Regions from separate parts of the Gossypium hirsutum genome. Here regions 2, 3 and 4 are each linked to region 1. A link is a contact called in public Hi-C data. All regions are on one chromosome and are shown on one strand. The core of a region is the stretch at or near the end of the contact, and the rest is flanking DNA. Distances in the headings are between cores, read along the strand shown. Region 1 has its middle 9.0 kb from the start of LOC121213893. Region 2 has its middle 15 kb from the start of LOC121214099. Region 3 holds the start of LOC107917076 (cytokinin riboside 5'-monophosphate phosphoribohydrolase LOG1). Region 4 holds the start of LOC107922067 (probable methyltransferase At1g29790).

Region 1 (2,700 bases), core at 198-2,697:
GGAGAGCAACTAAAATATTTAATTTCAAAAAGTTGAGTGACTAAATCGAAAAAATTAATACTTGAATGAGTAAAATAGAATGAAGTGCATAGTTAAATGACTATTGTTGTTGTTTGCCCCAAATATAATTATACACATAATTTAAATTAAACCGGATGAAATTGCGATTAAGAAAAGATTGAGTGGACCGAATAGAATTACAAAAACCGAAAAAAATTGGCTAGGTCTAATTGTAAACTTCTAGTGTTATATGTACATATTTTATGTTGGTAGGAAAAAATGTTAAGATGAAAAATGGAAAGCAAAATATACCAATTGGGGTTGGCTTTAGCCCGTCTCTTCCCCATAACTTCTATTCTTCTGCTTCGGTTAAAATGTACTCTAGGTTCCTATACTTTTCAAAATTTTAGATTCCAATCCATCTATTTTTTAGATTTTAAAATAAAGATTCAACTTGCAATTTTCAAAAATCTAAAAGAAACACTTAGTTAAATCGTGTTGAATTGTGGAGGTAAGGTTACACTGATTTGTTCCAAAGAAGCCGTTAACCAGGCTGTCAAAATGCATTACTTCAATTGGTGAATATCCTTGGGTCAAAACAAAATTCTTACAGTTATATTTTAATTACTTAATAAAATTTTAATATATATTTATTAAAATAATTATAATCTACCTACCAATGAAAACAACTAATTGATAACAAAAACATTGAGAGAATACATTTATTTTATTTTCCTTACAGTTAAAAATAAAATATTTCATAATTAGATTCTTCAAAAAATTTAAATTTGCTATTTTTTAAAAGAACACAATAAAAATGACTATGTCAAGTCAAATAATGGTCATGATTCCTCTTCTATATTTTATCTTGACTCGCATCTCCAAATAGTTGACATCTTATGTATTCTGAGATGAATTTTTTTCTCATATTTTACAAAAATGTTATATACTGAATAGTTAAGCAAGAATTAGTGGGTGAAGCAGCAAGCGTAGGCAGGCTAGTGAGTGACACTATCAGGCTTCTTTATACCCATAGCCAGGTTTTGGGCCTAGCTTTAAGGACATAGGCTTTTGGACCCATACATTTGCTTCACTAAAAATATGAAAGAACTTACAACTTTAAACAATGTTGGCTAAACTATATAATTAGTTACCAAATTATTAGCAAAAACATTCTATTTTGTCACTAACATTCTTTTTAAAATTGGTATAATACCACATTTAGTCCTCAACATTTAAATATTTTATCAATTTAGTTCTAATTCTAAATAATTCAACAAATTTAACCTTCTATATTGATAAATTTAATCAATTTAGTCCTAAAACTTTTTTCACCAATCAATTTTTATTTTGACCACTAAATTCTTCTTTTCTTCTGATTCAGCCACCAGCCGCCCGGCCTTGTGTCGACCACCAACCGCCCCTCTCTCATAGCCTTGCTTTGCGCCTCCATCAAACTCTCCACAACACCTACTACCCCATGCCTTTTACCACCATCAGCCTTAAGCCATTGCTCCAACCACCAAGCACACACTACCCAACACAAAACTCAACACCCACAGTTGCGTCCACTACCACTCCTCAAAGCTCTATTGTTCTCCCAACTCCAGGCCGCAAGCAAGCCTTCAGGCAAGCCGCACCATTACACTGATCAACGCTCCTACATTAACATTTCCACCACGTCCAACCAAAGCTCCTTCCAGCTACACAAGGATGTTTATAGTACCACTAGAAAACACTGTAAAATAAAACAAAATGGCCTAGTTATAATAATTCCTAACCGTTTCTATTTTAATTTCCTTTTTTTCTTAAAAATTGGTGTACTTTGGGGGCATCATTAGGAGAAGAAATAGAAGAGAATAAAGGGATACAGCAGAGAAATCAAAATAGAAGAGAATAAAGGAATAGAACAGAGAATTTGATCTTTCTGGGTTTTCCTTTTGGGTGATGAGAATCAAAGGAGAAGAAGAATGAACAACTGCGATCGAGATAGGGAAAGCGATTGTGATGCGAACTAGATGGCGGAAGAAGAGGCGGCTGATGCAGCGGCGCCACTGAAAAAGGATAACAATGGTGATGCGAGAACAACAATAAGAAACAGTGGCTGTCAGGGGTGAACGAGTAGTTAGTTGTCGTGGTGGCTGGGGAAGCGATAGTTAGAGAGAAGAAGAATTTGTAAACATGGACAGTTGAATTTGTTGAATAATTTAATTAAGAATAAATTGGTAAAATGTGTAGTGTTGAGGATTAAATGTGTAATTATATCAATTAAAAAATTTATTAATTTAAAAGACATTAATTAATATTTTTATAATTTGATAATCAAAATTGAAATACATTAATAGTTGAGTGGGTAATTGTATAATAATTGGAATTAAAATCAGCAATCCATGATAAATTTAACCTCTATTTGATTTCTAAAAGTATTTTCTATTTTTTTTAAAAATTGTTTTCAATTTTTTGAAAATAAAAAAAATATTATTGAAAACATATTTGGTACGAAATAAAATAAAATCTTTATATTTATATAAATTCGAACCGCGATACTAAATTTAATATTTGTAAAATTATAGAAGAAAAAGAATATTTTTATATTTATACGAGTTTGAACCAGATTCAATTCATTTAAAGTTAAAACCTTATTTTCATCATTTTTAATTTTACAAAACATTTTTAACGAAAACAATGAGTTTTTTTTCT
Region 2 (2,700 bases), core at 90-2,589, 130 kb before region 1:
TAAATTGTCTCCGTAGACCCTCCCAATTATATTAAAATTTGCTAAAGACAGAGATACAGATTTGTTTAAGACCAATTGAAAAATATGCTTGTCTAAAGCTTTCAAAATTTACAAATTTTCGGCAACGGAGAAGACTGTAATTCTCATTCTGATGGGGATCGAAATATCAAAAAAGTGAGATTCAAGGAAGGACTCGATGGAGAGGTTGTTGTTATGGCTGTGGATCCAAATCCAACTTTAACACTGTCTTGGAAGGACAAGCTTTTGGGGGGAGGAACAGTTAACTCCGAGATGGATTGTAATACTCCTTGCGTTGGAAGGGATAGTGATCTTGAATTGTTGGAAGGAGATGTGCGAACGACTATTGTCAATGGGATCCCAGCTATCACTTTCTCAAACCGTGTTAAAGAAATCATGTTTAAGGAGATGGAATTAACAATTGTTCTCAAACTATTAGGGCGACGTATTGGTTACAATGCTCTCCACAACTAAATAATCAGCCTATGGAAACTTGTAAAATCTTTTCATCTCATGGACATAGAAAACGGGTATTATTTGGTCCGGTTTCAGAATAAGAATGTTTATAATCATGTCTTGACTCAAGGACCATGGATCATTTATGGGTAGTATCTTATCGTTCAACCTTGAACTAAGGATTTCAGTCCATTGTAGCCATATCCCAGTATGGTGATGGCTTGGATCCGGTTACCAGGGCTCTAGGGCTTTATGTCCAAATGGAAAATTGTGGAGGCTATCGGGGGGCTGGTCAGAAAAGTAGTTAAGTTGGATTTCTAGACTGATAACTGAACTAGAGTTCGATTCGCTCGATTGGCTGTGTTTATCAACCTCGAGAAGCCACTGGTGTCTCAAGTTATGGTTGATGGCGCCGTTCAATGGGTGGAATATGAGGCTATTCCAATAGCTTGTTTCTATTGTGGTAAGTACGAGCATGTAAAGGATTTATGCTCGTCGGTGGTTGTGGATCCGAATTTGGAATGTTCTGTTGATGTGGTGGTTGCAAACTTAGGCGGAGCAATTAGAGGAGTTGTAGAGAAGAGAGGGTCAGAGTATGGATCGTGGATGTTGGTTGAGAGGAGATCGCAGCGTGGGCAACGGATCACACAGGCTAATGATACGGCGAAATCTCAAAAGAAACCATTAGGATCTAGGTTTACGACGTTAAATATGGTGGGGGAGATGAGCGTTGAGTTTGCTGCTACTACTGAAGAAATTCCGATGGAAAATGTTAGGCAAAATGATTGTGGGGGTTTAGGTGGTAACAATATTAGGGTTAAGAAGGGTCTAAAGAGGATTTGGGTTTCATCATTGGTGCAGGCTGAAAGAATAGTGTAGACTTTGGGTATTTCATAAGGCCTGCTAATGACGCTGGTTCGGGTGCTAGGGGTGTTGCTTCCTTGGGCCGAATGACTTTTGGGTTCTCCATGGGGCCTGTTAAGGCCAAAAATTTTGTTGTTAATGAGAAAAAAAATTGTTAGTGGGTTAAGAATTGTCTAAAGGGGATTTGGGTTTCATCTTTGGTGCAGGCTGAGAGAATTGTTAGTGGGCCAAAACTTTGGGTGATTTGGAGGATATTTCTATGATGGCTGTTGGGTTTGGACAAGTTAATAAAGAGCTCATTAATAATGATAATTACAATTCTAACTCTAAATTATTTGTTGGACATGTAGGTTTGGCACAACATATTTCAACTGATGAGGGTGTGGAAATTGAAGGTGTTGATTAAGGCGTTTTAGACACAGGGGTTCAAGTGAACAATAGTTCTAAAAATTTTGGGGGTGTTAAGGCACACTACAACCCCACCTTTGAAGAATCTGAAGGAACTTTAGTCTTTATTTCTGATGGAGTCTTGGACCTCGGAAAGCATTCAACGGTAAGTTTTAATGAAATTTCGCATAAAAAATAGGTATCTCGGTTAACCTTCCTCAGGAGAGTTTGAGTGCGGGTATTTCTATTTCTAAAGAAAGAAAGAGTGATGGTAAAGACATTAGCGACTGAAGTAGCCGAAAGGTTTCTAATGTGTTGCGAGGTTGAGGGAGTCAGTTTAAATCTTCCGAGAACTCGCGTATTCTCTTAGTAGAATTTATGAAGGTGATGGCATAATTTCTTTCATCCCAGGCTCCCAGTAAAGAAGAAAATAATGCTCAGGAAGTCGCAAATTTGACCGTGGATGGGGATACTGTTTATTGGTAGTAATGGTATGATCACTAAATTTTGTAATTATTTTATGAATTTTACAATTTTTTCTTGAAATTGTCAAGGCTGCGCTAGTGTTAAATTTTCTCGTATTTTTCGGGAATACAACTTTGAATATAAACTTGATATTAGTTTGCTTGAGCGAAGAGTAAGTGAAACCAAAGCAGATAATATTATTACAAATTTAGCTTTTCTGTATTCTTATCCTATGGAGGCGATAGGTTATTCGGGGGGTATTTGGATTGGTTGGAAGGATTCTATCCGTGTTAAGGTGGTTCGCAGTCATTCTCAATTTATTTTGACTCGAGTTTGGCCTATGTCTTTTTCAATACTGATCTTTATTTATTTTGTGTATGGAAGCCAGAATCAGTAGAAACGCAAGGACTTGCGGGAAGGTTTGAGATTTCCAGTTCCGTTAGGGACTATTTCGTGGATTTCTATTGGTGACTTCAACACAATCCTTTCTCCTATTGAGAAAACAAGTGG
Region 3 (2,700 bases), core at 53-2,552, 220 kb before region 1:
GCAGTTCTTCCAAGGTTCCATAACCACCTGGGAGTTGAAATAAAATCAAATTTTGGTAATTAAAAACAAAATTGGGATTTTACAAAAACAAACTAACAAACCTGGTAAGGCAATAAAGGCATCAGCTTGACGAGCCATTTCAGCTTTACGTTGGTGCATTCCTGATACAGCTCTTACTTCTCCCACGGTCTCGCCTGTTAGCTGAAATTAAACAATCCAAATTTTTATAAAGAAGGGTTTTTGATAATCAACTGGAGACCCAAGTTCAATTAGTGTTGATTTTTACCTCTCTTGGCATCAGTGTCTTGGGAATTACCCTACAGGGAATTGAAAGAAAAGGGTTAAAATTATAGTCCCTGGCCTGCAACTGAAACTTCAAACTGTAGAATAACAGTACAATTTACCCCAACACGTGACGGCCGCCATCAAAGACTGCTTGAGAGACGAGCCCCATCAAGCCAATGCTTCCTCCACCATAAACCAAGTCAATGTCCCTTTCAACCTGCACGTTTTATTTTATCCATTATTAAACTTTACGTCTTTAATTCTCTGCAATTACTCCTTTACATACAGTAAACCGCACTATTTTATTCGTTTCAGCTTTTCCACATTAATTTCCTCCTCTATTCCAAACCATCACGGAGCAAATCAGACGATGACTTTACAACTCATCAGCCGTTGATACATATAATCAAAACTCAAACTGCAAAACAAGTTTTCTCAAAGTAATAAGAGAAGAACCCAGAATTTATATGTACCAGTTGTTGGCCAAGTTGAATAGCAGCAAGCTGGTAGCTAGGATTCTTGCCAGGACTGCTACCACAGAAGACGCATACACGCTTGAATCTTGAATTGTGGCGATGATTTTCCATAATAGGAAAGGCTTCAAATAGTAATTCTGGTTCCTGTTTGCTCAGTGCAACAAGAGTCAGCAGCAAACTGTTGAGAAATCAAAGGCCAAAAGTACAGGGAGGAATGAAAGAAAATGGTGTGATGGTTTGCCATTTTATATATGAAATCACACTGAATTCCCCCCATTGCCCCACAATCCAACACATCACCTCCCTACGTCCCTGTCAAACTCTTCTCATTTCAAACACTGTGCAGGCTCGGTTGAGCTATCATTTTATTCTCTTTGTAATTTTATCCCTCCCCTTTCCCTTGTTTTGTGGATTCAACTACGCCTCAATTCACGATAGTTTCTCACTGATTTAAATTAAAATGGCTCACTCGCACACTTATCTAAGATGATCAACTCCAACAACCAATAAACACTAGCTTATACTCCCCAAATCTATTTACTCCTTCATTCCCACTCCATATCATATATATATATATACGCTATCATTTTGCATGATGATCTATTCAATGTTTTTAATTTAGGCAATAATATATCAAACTTAGAAAAAATAAATTATATTCTTTTATCTTTTTCTGTTACACTGTAATCCCCATCGTAGTTTTTTTTTTTTAAAAAAAAAAAGAGAAGATTTCATATTTTCTAATAAATAAGTTACTAGATACCAATTTAAGTGGAAAAATTATCAAATCAGCCCTAATTAAGAAAATACAATTATTTTTATCTTATTAAATTCAAAAAAGATATAACCAACAAATTTATTATGTAAAAAAAACAGCATTCACATACCCATTATTATTTATGTAGTTTCTCATCATTATAAAAAGTCCATTTGCTTTTTTTTATTTTTAATAAAGGGAAATACTGCCATTTATATATGATACATTATTTTCTTAAAGGCAAATTTTTTAGTGTGATAAATTTTAATATAAATTAATTGAATTTTAAAAAAAACGTTGTAACAAATTATATAGAGAGAAAATAATTTGACAAGCTTTTAATTAAAATGATTGGATAAGACAAATGGAAGAGATTAGTCTTAATTGGAAATATAGTGTTTTAGAATAAAATATTGACGTGACAACACTTTTATATAGGAATATGAAAGACAAAAAAGAGATTAAACAAAATCAGAGATTGCTCCACCACACTTTTTCTCGTTTAAAAAAAAAAATCAAAATCTTTAGCCGAGGATCTTGGCTTAAAACAACATGGTAATCAAACATTATCTTAGAATAAACAGTTTGAATTTTGGAATTTGGTCTCCTTTGTTTCTGTGGGGTTGAATTAACCTTTGGAAATGAAAAAAAGAAAAACAATTGGTGCAGTGGGACAATAATTAATTGTTCAATAATTTCTGAGAGAGAGAAGTTTGTCCTTTGATAGTAAATGTCCCACAAGCTGGAGATTATATATAATCTGCCCATGTTAATTATGTAAGAAAAAACTAAATGTTTGACAATGAAAACAGGCTGCCTGCAAACTAAGAAAAATTGCAAATTGATGATGAAGGTGGGAGGGAGATCTTGGAAATTGGAGAAAAAGAAATTATTAGATTTCATCTTTTTAAAAAAAGGAACAAGTCGAATTGTGGACACGTGATACCATGAATTCTAGTCTGTCCCACTTGGACAACTATATGATCAGAGAGGCCGAAAGCTATTGAGGAAGTGTACGTGCACATGTATTAACTCCTGGAAAAAAATTTACCTAAAACAACTCTAAAATAGGGATTTACAACACTTGGGTATCCATAAGGTTGGAAAGAGATGGATTAAATAAAAAGATTCAGGAGTCTTATTTTATATTTAAAAGAGTTGGAAGGGAAGGGTTAAGATCCT
Region 4 (2,700 bases), core at 97-2,596, 210 kb after region 1:
CTCTCTTCTTTTCATCATCAGAACAATAAAAATTATCTAACCAAAATAAGCCACCTGCCCTTAATATACGATCTAAATCAAACATCAAGAACTCCAATTTTTCTGGCTTACCTTCAACATCTAACCCACTTGTGGCATGAACCAAATCAAACACATTATCATAAAAAGGGAACCTATGGTCCAAGCTCAAGAACAAGGGGAAAAGGCCTCTTGCAGCAATGAATTCACTATGTGGTGCATCAACATTCAAGGTGTTAGTAATCACAGTCACATTCCTCTCAGCCATTCTAGCAGCAAAATTCCCAGAACCACCTCCAATATCAAATCCAATTCTAATCCCACCACTCCCCAGAGCTAACACATCATCCATAACAAAATCATTCTTGCTTCTAGCCTTGACATATTTTTGAGTCTCATATCCGTTAGTCAAATTAAAGCAACCAACACAATCCCTACTCAATTTTTTACTATTCAAACAGTTGAAATTCTTGCAACCAAGACCACTCCAAGTAACGATCTTATCACTAACAGGTTTCCATAGAGAAACAGGTAAAGAAGTAAGACCTGGCTTAGGAACAGTCTTGGCAAAGCACCTCCTTCTCGGCAAAGGCTCACATCCCTTCAAGATTAGCTTTTGCGCAAGACTCCAGTCATCAGGACAAGGTCCAGAAACCTTGTAACTCATGTACTGGGACAACAAATCAGCAGATTTCTCACAAGAATGTCCCACAGAAGCCACCATCTCAGTGATCCCAGTTCTGGAATCCTTCCCCAAAGGAAGCTGATGATGTTGCAAAAACAACTTGAGCTCAGTAGCAAGATTGGGTCTTGAAAGATCAAGTGTGTCATAACCAAGGAGCTCTTTTTCCATTTGAGCAAGCTTCCTCTGAGAAGAATCGATCTCTTTTATAATCAAAGAGACATGTTGAGAGATCAGAGAGATGTTTCTGTGAGGATGGTGAAATGGGTTGTCTAAGTGTTGTTTTGGTGAAAACGTGAAGGCATATAAAGCAAAGAGATTGGTTGTAATAACTGAGAAAAGCATGAGAATGTTAACAGCTGAAGAACAAAGGGTTGCTCTCTTGAATCTAGCTGTTCCATCTCCAGTTTTCAGTGAAACCGAACCCATATCTTGCCTTTGCTTTTCTTTTCCTACCTCTTTGCTTCTATGCTAGAGAGTGAAGCCTAAAGCAAGAGTTGGGAAATAAATAAAAATGGGGTTTTTTAATCTTTTTGCGACTTAGATTTGTGAACTGGAAACAAGTTGAGATTAAAAAAAAAAAAAGACCATCTTTTTTATTACCACCTGTGCAAGGAAATTATGGATTTAAGACACTAACTCTGTGGAAAGCGAGTCTGTCGGTTGGCTTGGGTTTATTATAAAGATCAAATCTATAAAGTAAGCTATATCAACGGCTCCTAATTAGTTAGTATAAGAAATTGATAATATAGAGGTAATTTTTATCCGTACACGTGGCAGCATCAAGACAAAGAAAACATACCAGTAAAGCTACATAAAAATCTAATGGGCAATGGGCATCCTCGGTAGAGCTGGCAAACGGACCGATTTAGATGGGTTTATTTAGGACTAGAGTAGTTGGGATTTGGGTTTGGATAGAGCTAGGGGGGCTTTTACGGATTTAGATAATTTTAAATTTTTATAAATTTTAAATATTTAAATTTTAAATATAACAATTTATTCTACTTTTATATAATCACAACATAATTTAATTCTTATGAAAAATATAATTATATATATTTAATAAATTTATTTTATATAAAATAATTAAAGTGATTATTAAATGTAAAATTTATTATTTTATGATATTATATGAATTGACAAAAATATCTTTTATTGTTCATTATTATATTATCGACAATTGAATAGCCTTTTATCTTTTTTGTTAAATTTAAGCTAACACTCATATTTTAAAATATTTATTCCAAATCTCAAATATATTATATTAAACCCAAATTCAAATAATAAACTCTAAACTAATTATAGCCTAAATCTCAAGTCCAAAATAAAAAGAAATTAAATTCAATACCTAAACACAATTTAAAAAATAATATATTGTAATAATATTTTATGTGGTGGTAGTTATAATTATAAACTATACAAAATTACATATAACTATTGGTACTATATCTTTTATTATAATCTATAATATAATAATACTTATAAAATATATCATTTTATTATATAATACTATATCACATACTATAATAGTAGAGTAGTACACAATATATGAATTATTATCATATATTATTGTTTATCATACTGATAGAAATATGTTCTAAGTTTCTATACTTTTCCTACATTCGAAAGTTAACCAGCCTACTATATTGTATAATGTTATATCATATCATATAGTTTATAATATATTAATAGTTTATATATGCATCAATGATTAAAATTATAATATTATGTAATATTATATCTTTTATCATAATCTATAATATAATAGTTATATATAATAGTAGTACATTATTATTAAATATTATTGTTCATTATTATAATAGTTGAAATATGCTCTAAACCCCTATATTTTTCATACATTTAAAAGTTAGTCTTTCTACTATTTTATATAATGCTATATCATATCATATATTAATAATTTATATACATACATCGATGATTAAACATTATAATATCATATAATATTATACCTTTTATTATAATCTATAGTATAATAATAG

Evidence for each region. Hi-C and Micro-C count contacts between places; a contact is called where the count stands out from the background.
Region 2: a Hi-C map of leaf shows a contact between it and region 1, with 3 times the contacts expected there. The contact joins two enhancer-like sites. A contact is called at or near these places in 16 of 34 Hi-C or Micro-C datasets (anther, hypocotyl, leaf and 1 more).
Region 3: a contact with region 1 is called in a Hi-C map of leaf, with 2.6 times the contacts expected there. The contact joins the promoter of LOC107917076 here to the enhancer-like site in region 1. A contact is called at or near these places in 2 of 34 Hi-C or Micro-C datasets (both in leaf).
Region 4: a contact with region 1 is called in a Hi-C map of leaf, with 2.5 times the contacts expected there. The contact joins the promoter of LOC107922067 here to the enhancer-like site in region 1. A contact is called at or near these places in 2 of 34 Hi-C or Micro-C datasets (both in leaf).

Annotation. Positions count from the first base shown.
Region 1 is chrD01:17,763,409-17,766,108 of Gossypium_hirsutum_v2.1, forward strand. No RefSeq gene overlaps it. Among protein-coding and RNA genes, the nearest start is that of LOC121213893, 9.0 kb to the right of the region's middle. Within about 2 kb of position 1,448, at least 7 of the 9 cell types and tissues checked have an H3K27ac peak or open chromatin away from gene starts, as enhancers often do. A contact at or near this core is called in hypocotyl and leaf, where this site is marked.
Region 2 is chrD01:17,630,427-17,633,126 of Gossypium_hirsutum_v2.1, forward strand. No RefSeq gene overlaps it. Among protein-coding and RNA genes, the nearest start is that of LOC121214099, 15 kb to the right of the region's middle. Within about 2 kb of position 1,340, at least 9 of the 9 cell types and tissues checked have an H3K27ac peak or open chromatin away from gene starts, as enhancers often do. A contact at or near this core is called in hypocotyl and leaf, where this site is marked.
Region 3 is chrD01:17,545,532-17,548,231 of Gossypium_hirsutum_v2.1, forward strand. LOC107917076 (cytokinin riboside 5'-monophosphate phosphoribohydrolase LOG1) reads right to left here and starts at 1,303. Exons shown (of 7, transcript XM_016846461.2): 1 at 759-1,303; 2 at 405-502; 3 at 287-317; 4 at 102-201; 5 at 1-27. The coding sequence starts at 872.
Region 4 is chrD01:17,971,971-17,974,670 of Gossypium_hirsutum_v2.1, forward strand. It overlaps LOC107922067 (probable methyltransferase At1g29790), which reads right to left and starts at 1,347. Exons shown (of 1, transcript XM_016851899.2): 1 at 1-1,347. The coding sequence starts at 1,129.